Regions from separate parts of the Mus musculus genome. Here all the other regions are linked to region 3. A link is a contact called in public Hi-C and HiChIP or PLAC-seq data. All regions are on one chromosome and are shown on one strand. The core of a region is the stretch at or near the end of the contact, and the rest is flanking DNA. Distances in the headings are between cores, read along the strand shown.

Region 1 (2,700 bases), core at 82-2,581, 360 kb after region 3:
GCAAAACACCTGTACACATAAAATAAATATGTAAAATTTAAAAAAGAGAATTAAATCTTGGCTGAATATATAAGACATTTTACAGAGTGGACATTTTGACTACAACTACAATACCAGGACTGTCAACTCATGAAAATAAATAGTCTGAGATAGCAGAAGCACACGTACGCCATTTCAGAAACTGCTACAATATCTGCCCTAATCACAACCAAGCCCATTAACATATTTTAAAGGAAACTCAGTCAGCAACTCAAACAATAGTTTTTAAAATAACCCATCCTGACACAACCCCACCCAGAGATACATTAATTTGGTTCTTACACGCTAAGCAATGAGAGTTGAAAACAATCATCTTTGTTTTCTGCAATTAAGCTATTATGTTCCTATAAGAGCAGAACACTTTACATGTACATTTAAGAACACCCTGTAATTCATAACATATAATAATCTCAAATTTGAGCAAAGACACTTTGGGCAGCAGCATCTGCGGGTGTCGCATGGTGTGATGGTGTGCATAATGCTAAGTGCACACACTGAGTGTTAAGGACCAAGGCGGCAAGGATGCTGTGTACTGCAGACAATACAGCACGGTGCTAATACTGCTGGAAACACTTCCAGTTGGGATGGGTTTGATTCTGAGTTAGTTTTTGATCACTGTGTGTTTTCTTTTCCTGTCTCCCATCCCATATTCAGTAGTGTGACCCCATATGTGGGCACATCTCAGTTTAAGATGCAGTGCTCTAGGAAGTGTGTCTCCCATCCAGATCTCAGCTGGCCATTATAGGCAGTGTGGGCATCCCGGCAATGCTGCTGCTAGGGAGATGTGACCCAGGCCAGGCTCTGTCCCTGTTAAACGGTGAGTCTTTATCAAGGGGTCACTAGTGTGTGACAGGCTCAGGGTTGGACTTCCTCTAATGAACACAAGCAGAATCCACTTCCTGGTAGCATCAGGATATAGACAGCTGTGGTAGTGGTGAGACAGACGGCCTAAAGTTCTCCTCTGTCTGTAATGCAGTCTGACCTCCACCTTCTCTAAAAACTTGAAATCCTAAGGCTGCAACCAAGGGCTGAGAGCTCGCCCTTTCTTTCTGTTTCTCTGTTAAAAAGCACACAAATACTAGAGATGAAACGAATTCTGTGAAATTACTCATTAACTTTTGCAAGAAAGATCAACTTGCTGGAATTTTTTATAATTGCCAAATGTGCCCCGGGCTCTTTAATACACCATCCTTAAGCTCTGTGAGGAGAATGAGAGGAAAGAAAAGGTATCGCCGAGACATCAAGGGGAAACATGGGCAGCCAGAGACTTCCCTGTTTTCTCTTTTTTAAGATGGGAAATTTAAACTGCAATCGGCATTAACTGGGTCACACACTAACCTGCTGCTGAGAGAGGCCTGAGGGACGAGCCGACCTCCACCTTCCACCCAGGTTTCATTATCTACGCTCTGTCTTTGTGACTCCAGTTCGGTATCAGGTGAATTAGGGGGAAACCAATTTCTGCATCCCTGGGATATGATGAAACTGATTATCCCCAGGCCGAGCAAAGAAGACTGCGAATAAGCAGCGCTGCTTCACATTTGGGCGCCTGTCCTGCCCTGATACCTGTTTATTTCCACCAGTTACTGACAGTGTTTCTGTTCCATACAAAGACGCTCCCCACCCCCGTCAATGACTTCAAAAGTAGAAACAGGAAGCATCCGTTTCTAGGGAAACCTGAGGTTGGAAGCTCTTCATCTTTTGGATCACAGAGCACATTCCTACACAAATGGTGGTCTATTGTATGGTGACAGCCCTTCCTCCTCATTTACCTCATCCCATTTACAAAAATTAATGCAACAATGGGAGATGATTGTTGATGCTCATTATTAAATCATTTATTCATCCCACACAATGATTCAGAATTATTCATTAAACTTACTGGAAGGAAGCAGGGTTTTTATCCCCACAGTGGCTTGGGGAGGGATGTATTCTTTAAAAGGATATTTTATAACAACACAATTATTGTAATTAAAAGCTACCCTGATCATCTGATGAGCTTCTGACATATTTTTGAGCACTGGCATTTTAGCACAAGGAGAAAACCGAGACTGAAATAGTATTAGGAAATACTATTGCTGTGGGGACAAAAGCTAGAGGCAACATTAAATACCACCTGCCACTGTCACCCCAGCTTTATCACGGTCTTTAAGTTAATACATTTTACAAAATATCACTGACTGCCTGACTTTCCAAAATGGGTTCAAGTTCTCTTGCTGTGGCTTCAGCCACTGTCCACATTCTGCCTGGTCAAGTAGCAGCCCTGCCCTGCCCCTGAGACACACATATACAGGGCTTGCCATCCAAGCCTCCCAACCTAGCAGCACGGCGCGGTTCTGTCCACACAGAAACTGCAACTGCAGATGTTGCCTGTTTGTTCTGTGTCTGATGGCCAGGCTTAGCACGCAATGGAGACCCACAGTAGGAGGGGCTTCGAGCTCTTTAGTGCTACTTGAAGTAGATTTAGGTGAGGATCCTAAGGCTAGGGGCAAAGAAGGGCTGCAGGAGAAACAGATTACTGAGTGACCTAGATGAAAGGCAGGGAGGAAAGACAAAGGCCGCACACCTTACGATGTGGAAGGCACAGGACAGACAATATGAGATGGAGTCTTCTCCATTGCGCTTGTCATAGAGTGTGTCCTGGACACCATTGAGCTCTGTCAG
Region 2 (2,700 bases), core at 149-2,648, 500 kb after region 3:
GGAACATGAATCTGAGTCTGCCATTTTCTCTTTTCCTTGCTGGATTCCAAAAGGAAAGTGTATCAGTTCCTTACTGCTGTATAACAAATAATCCTCTATTGCCAGGGATCAAAACAGTCCTCATGCACCGTTTCCTTAGTGGTATTTGTGTGTACTCTGTGGATGTGCACATGTGCATGCGCATGCTTGTGGAAGCAAATATGGACACTGAGCGTCTTCCTCCATCATGGAGGCCTTTTACTGAATGTGGAGCTCACAGATTGGCTAGGCAGTGATCTTGCCTGGTATTGGGAATAATGACTCAGGTTTGAAAGCAGGTGATGGGGAGCCAGAATCAGGTCCCCTGCTTGTGCAGCAAGCACATTACTGACTGAGCCTCCTCCTCACCGCCGAATGCATTTTCTCTGACCAGGAACTTGAGAGCGACACAGCTGTTCGTATCCCTTGTGTGGATTCGTCAGGAGCCCATTTGGCTGTCTTCAGAAGTATTAGCTTGGAGGATAGTGCGGTTGTTGAAAATCTCAGTTACCTCCCATATCAACCTTCCTATGCATCTACTGGGGTGCCCTCCACACATGGTGGCTACATTTCCTGAGTGTGTGATCCATGCGAGCAGAAAAGAGGCTACAGTGGTTTTCTATGACTTTGGCTCCTGTCATATGTTGCCATTGTCCCAATAGTCTACCGGTCCTACAGGTCATCCGTGTTTGTTGTCTATGAAAGGTTGTCACTACCATGAGGTGGGGATTCCTGCAGCAGGCTGTTGGGAGGCTGATCGCCACCACGACCTACTTATTTGGTTTTATTTCCTATGAATTCACAGGATTTACCATATCCACCTTCCTCTGTCCTTATATGATGAGCTTGTTCCAAGATCAAGGTCCTTGCTTGCTCTGGTCTGCCTTGATGATCTTCCTTTATATAAAGCATTGCTTCCTCAGCACACTCAGGGGTCTTCTAATGGTTGTTTAACCTGCACTGAGTATTGCTTTTCTCTGTAGTCACACAGGTTGATCATTAACACTTTATTCTCTCCCTTCTGCCCCCTATTGGACACTGTCCTGATCACTCACTGGTTTAGTGGGCCTATGTCCTTTTAGGCTCCCAACTTCTCAAGAGTATCCTTTTCTATTGGCTTAGCCATTAAACGCATTCTGAACATCTTCAAGCCCTTTCAGCCCTTTCCATCTATAGCTCATGAACCATGCCTAGATGCCTAGTAGGAAAACAGTTTCAGTCCCCTCCCCCCACTTGGGACAATTTCTCAGACTTTTGTATATGCTTTTCCTATAGTGGACTTGAACCAGAATCTGACTCTCAGTTGGCAGAGGGCTCCCTGCCAGCCTTTGAGTCTGCAAGGCCAGCCTTGTCTATTTTGAGAAGTGGGTAGGCAGTCCAAGTGGCAGGCTGGGAGGCTGTTTTGCTTCAGGGCTTGCCTGGAACTGTAGCCTCAGCTTTCCATCTGCCCAGAGCCTTTTGGATTCTGATCATGATTATTTGAAAGAGGCACTTTTAACTGCAAGGGCTGACATGGGCTTTGTGGCAGGGGACCCATTAACGCTGTTCTAAATGGGAGTCACCTGGAGAAAGGGAAGCCCCAGGGACCACTCTGAATACTTTAGCAGAGCACCTAGCCTTCTGGGGTCTCCGTGGCTTCCCTGACAATTAAATGGACAGCATACAAGACTGCTCAGTTAGCACTGTAGTCGCTCCTCTCAGAGCTGCCTGTGAGGGGACAGAGCAACCACTGCCTATGAGACTCCTGCTTTTTTTTTCCATCTTTCTTCCCTCCTCTTTTCTCCCTCCTTCCTTCTCCCTGCTTATTCCTTCTTTCCTCAGTCTCCTTCTATCCTTCCCTTTCTTTTTTCCCATCTAGAGAAAGTGTAAAAGGTTTGTGAATTTTCTAGCCTACTAGTTATCACCCAGGCTTCTGGATCTGCCCACCTCATCCTTTTCTTCTGTATTTCTGTCTCTAAAATATGAAACATCGAAGTGACCTCTTTTCACTTTCTAAGCGGAGGCAGTGGAGCTGTGGGCTAGAGGCAGAAGAGAAATGGGCAGCAGTGTCCAACTGCAGACAACTGTGGGACCTCACAGGTCTACCTGGCTGGGCTGCTGGGGGCTTCTTGCACGGTTGGGCTTTCAAAGCTGGCTCTCTGGACATCATCACACACCTGAGACTTCTGAGCTGGAGCATCCTCCAACAGCTCTTTTGGTTCTGATTAAACAGGAAATGTGACTTTTATACTCCCAGTCGTACTGTGGGCCCAGTGTTTAGTTACCGGCTACTGTGCTGGGTCATTCAGTCGAATTAATATCCAAACGTGAGAGCTTGATACAGCAAGCATGCTGCAGTGTGCTTCTGTCTGATACTCCCAGACCTTTTGTGAGGCAGTTGTGAGTCGTGATCATTTTTCAGATGAGGGAACTGAGGGTTAGAGAAGTTAAACAGTTGAGGAAATCTGGCGATTTCACATCAGACTGCTCCTGAGACTTACCAAAATTCTGTAAGGTGAGAACCCTTACGCTATGCTTGAAAGCAGGATAGGAGGCAGAGAATGCAAAAGCAGGAAATGCCCTCTTCAGGAATCCTTTGTGCGAGTCATGCCAAGGTTGGGATGCAAATGGAAAAGAGAAAAGACGAAAAGGAGGACAGGACTACAAGGTGAAGAGAATGTTTGTTATAGATACAAGGAAGAA
Region 3 (2,700 bases), core at 172-2,671:
TGCTGTGTCACCTCAGCACTATGTTGCAGCAGTGCAAAGCAAATTAATACAATCTCTTTGCAATAGAGTCTTACTGTAGAGAACAGAGCAGGCTGTGAGTGGGCCTAGTTCACTGTGATTGCTAAAGCTGTGTGGCATGTCACAGTGTTTGCAGTAGTTTCCAGCCATGTGATGCTGAGTCTGCATCCACTTCCATGAGACAGTAGGTGACTCCTGAAGCAAAGATCCTTGTGTCACAGTTCTCTGTCCCTCTGTGTCTTTTCTGTGTGTAATCTCAGGAGTGGGATGCCATAGTCAAGGCATATGGTTGTAGTGGAACAAGCTGTATACCTTTCTTAGCGCACTAAGTAGGACATACTCCGGCCTGTGCTGGTACTGCCTGCTTCGCCTCTGTTTCACTCCTGCTCGTGAGTTTTAGAAGGTGGAGTTTGGTGAGATTCCCTCTGAGAAAGGAAGGTGGAGAGGCCAAACACTTGAACATTGCCTCTAGATCTGAAAATGTGCAAGTTTCTTCTCAAACAAAAGAGGCAGTGAGGCTCAATGGTGAGGGTCAGTGTGGGCTTTCCAGGCACGTCTCCATGGGGAACGTGGAGCATAGCGTGGCGGGAGGAGGGCGGAACGCCTTAGGCATTGCCCAAGCAACCTCAGGCAGTAGAGAAAGCCACGGGGTGTTTGCTGATTCTAAACTGTTCTCTTAGATTCAGGCTTTGTTGAGGGAGTGGAATTCTGGAGAGTGAGCAGGAAGTTGTATCTGTGTGAGCGTCTGCCTTTGGAAGCATGTGCTTACATTATGTGTGTGACCATCAGACCTTAGTACCCAGTGCAGGTAGGTGTTCCCCACAAAAGCTGTACCACCGTCTAGGCAGTTCATCAAGATATGAGAAGCCTACAGCAATTCCAGGAGGAGTGGGAGAGTTGGATCTGAAGTGTCTCTTTGCCCACACAAAAGTGCGGAAGCAAGAAGAGATAAACTCACTGGAACCAGGAGATACGAGCCAGCCCTCACTAACAGGTTATGCTTGTTGTGCACGGGGGAGGGAAGCTTGGTCACTGTTCATTAGTGTTTCATTGGGATGCCTTTCCTAATGGGAAGTCGGGAAGATCTAGAGGGTAGAATTAAACTTACAGAGCAGTGTGGAGGGATAACAGAGAGCCTGAAAAGGTGACCCATTGGGAGAGATATTGCTGCTACGGAAACTGTGAGAACGAGGAGCTGGAGGTTTTTGCTGTTGTCCACTGGGCTCTGCCTCTGCCCAGAGAGAAGGCAACATATGCAGCCTGCCTATTCACAGAAAGTAATTTTTCAAATCTTTCCAGTACAGTTTGGCTCACAAGGTGGTAATTTCTGTGTCACTGACATGAAGCCTGGGTCTTAAATATAGTCAGCATGTGAGTGCCCTGCAGGCAGTGACAGTGGCAGTATGACATCACTGCCAAGCCACTTCTTGTTATTTTGGAGCCAGAGTGAGCAACAGGAAGCTTGGCGGAGGGGAGATATTTTTGGCCACAGCAGCCATGTGGTTTAAAGAGAGACAACTGTCAGGTCTAGTGCTCGGGAATTTTGCAGACTTTGTGTGCTGCTAAGTTTGTATTCACAGGTTTGCATGAAGTGGAGCGGAGGCTCAGACATACTAGACTTGGCTCTACGCTAGCAGCCCTCAGAGGGTGCGGCCTGCTTTCTTTGGCGCAGATGGACGTTTCTTCAGATGCTTTTTCTTTACAAGATTCAAACTTAACCTCACCGAATGCTCAGCTCCAAGGCCAAAATCAACTTGGAGGGCCCAGAAAACTGCCTGCCTGGCTTTAAAAGTCCCAGTGAGCTACTTGGGAATGACAGGGTGTGTGTGTGTGTGTGTGTGTGTGTATGCGTGTGCATCTAGATGGTTCAGCAGGTAAACTTGCTCATGGCTAAGCCTGATGACCTGTTGAGGAAATGCTAAGGAATAACTTGGGGCTTGAGGTGCCCTCTTTTCTCCTGTGGGCTTTGTAACTTTCTAGTTCCCAGAGATCTGTGGCAGCATCAGCTGAGAGAGAGGGTCTAGCACTTGCTGCTGTCTGTAATTTATGAACTTTACGTTCACCTCATACTGCAAAGGGACCATAGCAATCTAGTTCTTGAAAGCCCTCCCCATGTGCTCTATGGCACAGGCATGTATCTCTCTCTCTCTCTCTCTCTCTCTCTCTCTCTCTCTCTCTCACACACACACACACACACACATGCACATACAACATATAAAATAATCAGTGTAATTTAAAAGAAACTCACACAGGGAATGTGGTGAATGTCTGTAATCCCAGCGCTTAGGAGACTGAGGTAGGAGAATTCTGACTTCAAGGCCAGCCTGGGCTATATAGATGAGACTCTGTCTCAGAAAACCAAGGACCGTGAAGAGTGCTTGCTCCTTGTGGGAGGCAGTAGTCTGCAGTGTAGAGAAACTTTACCTCGGAACCCAGCCTCCTGGATTCCTAGTGAGAGGGAACAAGGAGTTCTTCCACATGCACTGAGCACTTGGACACTCTCATGAGGCAATTCTCTTTTCCAGGTTGTCTGGGAAGGGCCTCTGCTGTACCCATGGTTTTCCTCATTGTTTCTTTGTCTTTCAGACTCCACAGAGCAGTGCTTCCTCCCCTCATTTTTTATGCTGCTCTTTTTGTTTTGTGTGGCACTTTTCATCTTGTCTGTTTCTACCTTTGTGTTCA
Region 4 (2,700 bases), core at 10-2,509, 420 kb after region 3:
GCCCTTCTCCACCATAAAGACTTTCCACCTAAGTAGCTACTTATGTGCTAATTCCTAAGAAACTCTACCTCTGTGCACACCCTTCCTCTAATTGTTCCAATCATCTCTGGGATCAAATCTAGCTTCACACTGACGTCCTTTAGTTCCAACAGAAATTGATCCCAAAAATTTAACCCTAAAACATCAGGGACCATGTAAACCACTGAAACTACTATGTGACTGCCATGTAAGAGAGGTGCAAAAATTAATTTGGGGGAATCACACAAGTGGGGAACAAGAGCTTTTGCTTCTACTGATGAAGTATTTCTTTGTAAGTCGCAAGCATCTGTTCTGCAGATCCATAAACTCTTATGAAAAATCTTCTGGGCTTCTGGATCTTGTTTAAAATTGTATTTTTACAAACTTTAGAAGGGGACTAGAGGAAAAAGAATATATATTAACAAAGCAGAATTGAGAGTAATTCATTACCGAGCTCAAGAATTCTCTACTAAGAAATGTGCAAGTATCCCATTAGATAAGGAGCAGGAGCTGCCTGAGTCAGTTCAGTGCAGGTCTGTTACCAATCAAATCAATTCCAAATTTAAGAAAAATAATCTTAATTTTCAGAGACAGACCTCTGAGTGTTGGGATGCCAGATAAAGAGTTCTGTACATGATCGTGGTCCAAATAAAAAACCCAGTCCTGGCTATATATGTACAAATCCCGCTCAAGAAAACGCTGTGCCTGTTTTCCAGGGCACTTTGCCAACATGCTGCTGGGGGCGTTTTCTATAGGAGAGAGCATCCTGCTTTAGTTACTCAGAGTATTTAACAAGTAAAACAAAGCCTACACACACCAAAGCATCTCCCCTGAAACCTGAGCAAACGTTTAAAGGAGTGGCGGTTCTCTTGCTTACAACTCTCAGTGACAACCAGGAAGGGGACTCTCAGTGTCTCCTGGCATGCACACAGGAATTCTACATAATACATGAGAAGCAGAATGCATCGGGCCTGAGCATCCTAGTCTGACAAGTGCATCTCAACCGTATTGTCTGTAAGATTTATCTGGAGACTTCATAAAGACCTGCTAGATCTGCTTGGACAGAGATGCTCTGTATCCAGTAAGCTCTGGTCATTTTGGGGCCCCGTTTTTTAATAGCAAGGCAACAGTGGGAAGTGCAAGAGGGCTAGAAAAGAAGTTACTCCACCACATTTAGGATACAAGGCATTAGAAACAGGTACTTCCTTGTTCAGAGCCAGATACCCCACCAGGAACAGCAGAGCTAACCACTGGATCTGTTTTGCATTGCTATTACAAGGAAGTAAGTCAGCAGCAGTAACATTGGCTGGCTATAGAGCTGAATTTCACTTATCACAAGTTATCTGTGATAGGCTCGATAAAGTCCCTTCTGAGGTGTCTAACTCCCAGTGCTTGTGAATCTCCCATGGCAAAGGGGACTTTGCAGACTGGAGAGATGACTCTAGGTTATCAGGCAGGCCCAGTGTCATCACACAGGTCTGTATCAGAAGAAAGGAGAGAAGAAGGGAGGAAGGCAGGGAGGGAGGGAGGGCACTAGTCAGATTGACAAGGAGAATCCCAGAGGGGCCAGAGAAGACTCCGGACTATAGGTTTTGAAGATGCACAACAGCCAAGAAAGGTACTCTAGGTGTGAGAGACTCCAGAGGAGCACAGCCCTGGAGCTCCAGATCTGTCAGGGTAAGTGTGCACTGTTCCAGCAGCTACAGAAGTTGAATGATATAAACAAGGGCTTGCCTCCCCCTACAGAACAGAAGCTCTTGAGGCTAATGTTCAGGAGAATCTCAAGCATGCCACAGTTGCTCGGGCAGAGCTAACATACAAGAGCTCTTCCAAGACATTTTATTCCAGGGGAAAAATTGACCGACCTGTGTTCTCCATTTCATGGAGTTACAACAGTTCAAATACATGGGGACAGACCTGTGTGTCAGTGACAAGCAAGGGCCTTACTGGAATCTCTTGTTCCATAATTACAGCATCACATTCTGATTGGTCCTCTACATGGACCTGCTGGATTCTAACAAGGCTCCTGGGGCCACTCTCAGGGGATAGATGACTTAGTGCAGTATGGCCTACAAAAGTTACCCTGGGCTTGAGAGCTGAAGGACTGAAAACCAATGGTTTCAGTAACATGGACAGGATTTTAATTTGCCACTTTTAATGTGGCTAATCTCACAGAACTTTAACTGCAAATTAAAAAAAAACATATAGGTGCCTGTAACATGAAGACATATTTGTCCAAACTCAAGTTGGAGCCTTGGCACTAGTGCCTCCTCTATCACCTATGCATCTGTCTCCCGTAGCCCTCAGCTCTGCTGAGGTCTTGGTCTCTCTTTTCCATTAGTGTACCCATAGTGACTAGTGCTGTATCTGGCACCCACTCTGCAATCAGTGAGTGTTTGCCGATGAATGAATGTTACGGTGGATAGTTACAATGAAAAAGGATATTGTTATTTTCATTAAAAAATTCATTATTTGGAAAGTTCTCTTACTTCCTTTTGAGTTAATATCTACTTGGCCCAAGATACTATTTATGGTAGAATTAAAAGCAAGCTTTCTGATTTAATTTGCTTATTAATATATGCATCTGGTCATTAACAATGTGCTAAGTAGTCAAAGCAAATAATTGCTTTTCTGGTCAGCCCTGGTGGATGCCCTAAATGAGGGGAGCAACTTATTGCATAT

What was found. A called contact is a pair of places that touch in the nucleus more often than the background predicts. HiChIP or PLAC-seq counts read pairs in DNA pulled down with a chosen protein or histone mark.
Region 1: a contact with region 3 is called in an H3K27ac HiChIP or PLAC-seq map of microglia, with 5 times the contacts expected there. The contact joins two enhancer-like sites. A contact is called at or near these places in 2 of 115 datasets of contacts at active chromatin or transcription factors (embryonic stem cells and microglia).
Region 2: a contact with region 3 is called in a Hi-C map of cortical neurons, with 2.6 times the contacts expected there. The contact joins two enhancer-like sites. A contact is called at or near these places in 2 of 15 datasets of contacts at CTCF or cohesin (large pre-B cells and pro-B cells), 10 of 484 Hi-C or Micro-C datasets (cerebral cortex, cortical neurons, embryonic stem cells and 3 more) and 3 of 115 datasets of contacts at active chromatin or transcription factors (embryonic stem cells, large pre-B cells and microglia).
Region 4: a Hi-C map of cortical neurons shows a contact between it and region 3, with 1.7 times the contacts expected there. The contact joins two enhancer-like sites. A contact is called at or near these places in 2 of 15 datasets of contacts at CTCF or cohesin (the NIH/3T3 cell line and large pre-B cells), 1 of 484 Hi-C or Micro-C datasets (cortical neurons) and 2 of 115 datasets of contacts at active chromatin or transcription factors (cardiomyocytes and pancreatic cancer cells).

What each region holds. Positions count from the first base shown.
Region 1 is chr16:11,823,355-11,826,054 of GRCm38.p6, forward strand. The region is part of intron 3 of Cpped1 (calcineurin-like phosphoesterase domain containing 1); the gene reads right to left. Among named protein-coding and RNA genes, the nearest start is that of 4833415N18Rik, 45 kb to the left of the region's middle. Within about 2 kb of position 1,332, at least 26 of the 459 cell types and tissues checked have an H3K27ac peak or open chromatin away from gene starts, as enhancers often do. A contact at or near this core is called in microglia, where this site is marked.
Region 2 is chr16:11,959,508-11,962,207 of GRCm38.p6, forward strand. No RefSeq gene overlaps it. Among named protein-coding and RNA genes, the nearest start is that of Gm32278, 23 kb to the right of the region's middle. Within about 2 kb of position 1,399, at least 6 of the 459 cell types and tissues checked have an H3K27ac peak or open chromatin away from gene starts, as enhancers often do. A contact at or near this core is called in cerebral cortex and cortical neurons, where this site is marked.
Region 3 is chr16:11,460,285-11,462,984 of GRCm38.p6, forward strand. The region is part of intron 13 of Snx29 (sorting nexin 29); the gene reads left to right. Among named protein-coding and RNA genes, the nearest start is that of Gm32100, 120 kb to the right of the region's middle. Within about 2 kb of position 1,422, at least 193 of the 459 cell types and tissues checked have an H3K27ac peak or open chromatin away from gene starts, as enhancers often do. A contact at or near this core is called in cerebral cortex, cortical neurons and microglia, where this site is marked.
Region 4 is chr16:11,881,257-11,883,956 of GRCm38.p6, forward strand. All of the region lies in intron 2 of Cpped1 (calcineurin-like phosphoesterase domain containing 1), which reads right to left. Among named protein-coding and RNA genes, the nearest start is that of Gm9961, 19 kb to the right of the region's middle. Within about 2 kb of position 1,260, at least 6 of the 459 cell types and tissues checked have an H3K27ac peak or open chromatin away from gene starts, as enhancers often do. A contact at or near this core is called in cortical neurons, where this site is marked.